2 separate regions of the Xenopus laevis genome follow, and region 2 is linked to region 1. The links are chromatin contacts, called in public Hi-C maps. All regions are on one chromosome and are shown on one strand. Each heading gives the region's core, a stretch centred on a gene start, on an enhancer-like site or on the middle of the called end of the contact. The rest is flanking DNA. Distances are from core to core; before and after follow the strand shown.

Region 1 (2,700 bases), core at 14-2,513:
TTTTTTTTTGCTAAGTTAAAAATTCATAAAAATGGCACACACAATCAGTAATCTAATAACCATTAAAGACACTTTTTCCAGTTCAATTGTTTTCAGATTGTTCACTATAAATAAAGACTTTTTTCAATTGCTTTCCATTTTTTATTTTTTTACCAGTTTCCCAAAATTGAAGTTTAAAGTTTAATATTAGTGTCTCTAGTGTTTGTCTGGCAGCTCAGTGATCCAGGAGCAGATTCTGAACTGTTATAATTTTTTGCTACATTGATACATTTCTCAGCAGTATAAAATTAGCACCTATTGTATCAATTCTAACAGCTGTCTTTAATGGAACTCAGGGATTCTGCTCAGTAGGGACAAAGATAACAAATGTATCAACTAAATGTATCAATTTAGGTCAGTTAAGGGCAGAGACACACGGTCAGATTCGGGGAGATTAGTCGCCAGTCATCAAATCTCCTCTTCTTTGGGGCGACTAATCTCCCCGAACTGCCTTCCAGCCAGCTAGAATGAAAATTGACGGCGGCATGGCACTCGGAGCTCTTCGTTTTCCGAAGTCGCCTGAACTTGCCTCACAAGGAAACTTCGGGTGACTTAGGAAAATGAAGCTCCCCGATTGCCATTCATTCTAGCCGGCGGGAAAGCAGTTTGGGGAGATTATTTGCCCCGGAGAAGAGATTTGTCGCCGGGCGACTAATCTCCCCGAATCTGACCGTGTGTCTCTGCCCTAAAGAGTTAGTGACCCCCCCCCTCCCAGAGCTGATTTAGAAGGTGAAAAATTAAACTTTACACTTCAGTATTAAAAAAACGGTCAAAATAGAAAAATTCTTTATTTCTGGTGAACGATCTGAAAACCAACTGAACTGAAAAAAAGTGTTTGATGGTGAACAACCCCTTTAAGTATATATGGGTGTTTACTGGCTGGCAGGATTACACATCTACTTGTTAATGAGGCCTTAGCAGCCATTTATTTTCCTAAAAGGACCAGTAACACAACACTTACTGTAACTAAGAAACTTCCAATACGCTGCTGCATCCTGCATGTCTAGTAAGGATGAAACCATTGCTTCCAGATGGAGTCCAAGGGGTCCCCGCCATCTTGCCCCACCAGAATTTTCTTCTCCACTACGTGCACACTGCCGTTATCCACTTCCTGGTTTTCGGCTCCCAAATTCCGGTTTCGTGACATCGCTTACGGTTCTCTCCCAGCAGCCTCTCTTGCCCAGCCGTTCCATTCCCTCCCCTCAGCATTTCTCTCTTCCCTCAGCACAGCTTTTCCCTCCCCACAGCCTCCCTTGCCCAGGCATTCCCTCAGTTGCAGCCTGTTCAGTTGCTCTGCCGTTCCCCAGCCAGCATGACCTTACTTACCTCCTAGCTGCTCTTTCTTCTGGTTCCTTACAGCCAGAAGTGCTTTGTGGAGGAAAAGCATCGGGGGGCGCGCACGCAGTGGAGAGCTGGTCACCCTATCGCCTTTTTCCAAAGTGAATGAAGAGAAGGTTTTTTGCCAATTTTAAAAAACGCAAGGTATGCGATTTAAATGTATTGGGCATGACTATTATTTTTAGGTTATAGAACAGATTTTTTAAATAAAATATTTTAATGTTACTGCCTTTAAGGGGCAGTTCTCTTTTTCTGTGGCTTAGAAAGTAGGATTGTAAAGGTGGCTATATATTATAAGATCTCCTCATATGACCAGGTCACCAAATGAGTGGATCTTCCCCCCCTGCATCAACACGCTGATGAGTTCCTCGATCAAAGGTAAAAAATCAAACCTGCCCAATGGACATCTGGCTGATTTTTGCCCAGGTATTGGTCAAATAGCCTTGTTGGATAGTCCCATACATGGGCAGATAAGCTGCTGACTCCATCTAAAGGATTTATGTTGGCAGTTTAAATCTTTCTGTCTATTATCCCCTAGGAATGAATAAAAAAGTGGGTGAATTTTTCTGTGGTGAGCTCACACTTTGATAAATCTGCCCCTTTGTGTTTTTGCCTCCCACTCCAGCTCTTGGAGTTGGAATATCTTGGATATTCAGGTTTAATTAAGCTACAGTTTATCACAATGACAGATGAATAGGAGAGCTCCTGAATATAAAGTTAAGCAATACAAAACAAGAGCACCTATGATATTGGGGAATCTCTCCCTGCCCATGATTAATGGCAGTGCCCACTCATTTCAGTGGCAATTGAATACTTTTTATTTACACGTACCAGTTACGACTATTACATTTTATCTTAATGTTTGCACGTTAGTGTTGCTTCCATTCATTTTTTTTTTTCAGTCGGCCCTCCGGCCTGAGTATTTGTCTATGTTCCTGTTTATCAGAATGTTAGGGAATACTTTCTAAATAGAGCTAATCCTTTAAAAAAATCATTGGTCTTGTTATTTGTGAATATTTTGCTATTAGACTATTACTGTAATACATGTAAAGAATCAGAATTACGGACACCACTCTGCATAGTGAGTATCTGTGCTTGATATCAGTTGTCTGAAACTGTCATTTTTTTGTGCCACTTCACAGCAAAAAGGATTTGAAGAACAGAGAATATCACAGTGTTGTCGCGGGCACGCTTACAATAAATCTGTTATCAGATATATTCAGGTTTGTGGCTAAAATAAGGGTGATCCATTTAGCTGTTTTCCAGGCACCTGAACGGGCTGATCTCCGTGTGCAAGAGTTGTGCCAAATATAGGTATGTGTT
Region 2 (2,700 bases), core at 199-2,698, 180 kb after region 1:
GAGACACAATTTAAAAGATGTTTTATATATAGAAATAGCTTTAGGGTTATAAATACTGACCTTCCTATATATTTATAATTTTTCCCTATTAATAACATTGGGATCAACCATACCGGCCACATGGCAACCCTATGAGCAGAAAATCCAAATCATAAGTGCAAACAACTTGCTACAATGGTTTTAGCTTTGCAAATTGCCTTGGCTTGGAGAAAGAAGTTGTGTGGTGTTAAACATGCACGATACACATAAAACAAATGCCTAAACTTGGTTAATGGATTTAAAGTACCTTTACGCCTGTTAACATGGCAAGCAAAGTTTTCTCTCCCCCCAGTGGCTATTTATAAGTAGTGCAACCTAATGTTCTGTATTTCAGCAAGACTGTTTCTCATCTCAGGTTGATTTGATTATGGATATACAATTAGGAATGTAAGAAAGAGGCCCAACAGCTTCAATGACACTTAAAACTTTGTGTTAGTGTGACAGCTTAGTGACCAACTCATTGCACTTATCCATAGAAAGTTTGCATCCATCTTTACATCCAACACATTTTTAAACCCAGTGAGTCAGATAACTGTTGTTATTATTTTTAGGAGTTACATATGAAGTACCAGATCATTTTTAGGAGTTGCATATGAAGTACCAGATCATTTTGCAGTACTGTACCATAGATGATGCACATATACCGTATCATAGTACTTTTAAAGACCATAAAAAATGGGCCTGTAGAATATTATGGCTGGGCCAGATCTAGGTGTGGGAAGATTAGGCTTTTGACCTGGATGCTTCTGTGGAGGGTAACAAGTCGGAAGCAATTTTAGGTATCTGGAGTCGCCAAAAATGTTCAGACTCCTAATAACTTGAAATATTTAAGCACTGAAAATAATCATATCAGATTTAGGAGCTTCTAAGAAGGAGTATATGGCAGAAGCCATTCTGTTTCTAAGAACAAGACTTTAGTTAATTTTGGATTCTATTTAACAGTTATTCCACAGCTGTATGCCAGGTTCAACTAATATGAAAGCTCTTTTAGGTTTTCCAATCGTTTTTGGTTAATTCGTTTAACTTTGATTTTGGTTTAGAATTACCAAAGAATGTGTTTTTTATTTTTGAGCTTTGGCAGTGATAAAATGCCTTGTGAACTTAACTTCTATCAATCAACATGAAAAATACATTAGTATATTAAAAACAAAGGAGTCGGAGGATTCATGTACTGACTCCACAGACCTGGTTACAAGTGCTGTATTCTTGCAGTCTCAATTCTTATTTCAAATCAACCTTCTTTTCAATAGCTCCCAGCTCTATGGGCTATAGATATGTGTGGGCCTGGCCAAAGCCCGTCGGACCCGCAGGGCAGGTTTCGGCCGACTTCCACAGTACTTCCTCGTGCTGTGGGCAGATTCGGGCTGGACTTTAGCCTCCATTCTCTGCCTTCTTCTGCCCCACTTCTTCCCCTGTGCACGCCTTTTATATACTCGCGCAAGCCTCGACCCTTTCTTGGCGTCACAGCAGGGCGGGAGCAGGTATATAAAGATGGGATCATGCTGGTTGTGTCGGGTGCGGGCACTTGCACGTCTGGTTTCTTTACATGCTCAGCAGGGCTAGGGATAGCTTTAATTGTTGTGCCTCTTTTATAGCTAAACATAGGGCTAGAAATTGTATTGCATGCCTCCTTGGTTTCCTGTAAAAATTCCCCAATATGAAGCTAAGATAAATATGACAAAAGCAGAAGAAAAATGCTGATGATCAATTTCACAGAACTGGGGGACGACAAAAAAAACCACAACTTTATAACATAATGTAATCTCAGAAAAAATTTATTTTGATGTTTGTAATCTCTATAGAAAGAGCACATTCTGGGAAGTGGGGGAAATAGCAAAGCATGATCTAACAACTCTTACATTCTTATTTTTATTTGTCCTTTTCTTGACTTATTAATATTGCGGCAGTGTTTCTAAAAATAAATTCTCATTTTTTCCTTACAGTCACCAAAGGTCCACACTTACCCCAATATGGAAGCTGTTCCTCTCTTACTCAACAGTGTGAAGGCTGAGCCTCCCGAGGACTTGTTATCAACTGATCATTTTCAAACACAGACAGAACCAGTAGACCTTTCAATAAACAAAGCTAGAACGTCACCGAGAGGTGTTTCCTCATCTCCAGTTTCTATTACAACCTCAGCAGCATCACCTTCTTCTAACTCTTCATCTAGCCGTCCAGCATCATCTCCAACAGTGATAACCCCTGTACCTTCATCGGCATCTGTGCCAACAGTATTAACTCCCGGACCTCTTGTGGCATCAGCATCTGCTATTGGAGGTCAACAATTTTTGCACATTATTCACTCTGTTCCTCCTACAAGTCCTCTGAACTTACAGTCCAACAAAATTGTGCACCGTATCCCAGTTGTGGTGCAGTCAGTCCCGGTAGTTTATACTGCTGTAAGATCACCAGGGAATATGAATTCTACTATTGTAGTACCTCTATTGGAAGATGGAAGAGGTCACCTTAAAGGTAAAAAAAATTATGTAATATTAAAACTGTTTTATATTGTAATTATCACCAAAAACTGTAAGAAGAACATGGCAGGTGTTGTCAATGCAACCATCTACTATGGTATAGTATTTCGACACAGGTGTAGGTCTGGGCATAGCCCTTTCATAATAACTAATCTTCATGTTATCAAACAAATTAACTTATAGT

What was found. A called contact is a pair of places that touch in the nucleus more often than the background predicts.
Region 2: a Hi-C map of the XL177 cell line shows a contact between it and region 1, with 5 times the contacts expected there. The contact joins two enhancer-like sites. A contact is called at or near these places in 2 of 4 Hi-C or Micro-C datasets (the XL177 cell line and the XTC cell line).

The regions. Positions count from the first base shown.
Region 1 is chr2S:117,772,943-117,775,642 of Xenopus_laevis_v10.1, forward strand. No RefSeq gene overlaps it. Among protein-coding and RNA genes, the nearest start is that of LOC108709126, 79 kb to the right of the region's middle. Within about 2 kb of position 1,264, at least 1 of the 7 cell types and tissues checked has an H3K27ac peak or open chromatin away from gene starts, as enhancers often do.
Region 2 is chr2S:117,950,358-117,953,057 of Xenopus_laevis_v10.1, forward strand. It overlaps klf12.S (Krueppel-like factor 12), which reads left to right. Exons shown (of 6, transcript XM_041584334.1): 3 at 1,983-2,511. Among protein-coding and RNA genes, the nearest start is that of klf12.S, 88 kb to the left of the region's middle. Within about 2 kb of position 1,449, at least 1 of the 7 cell types and tissues checked has an H3K27ac peak or open chromatin away from gene starts, as enhancers often do.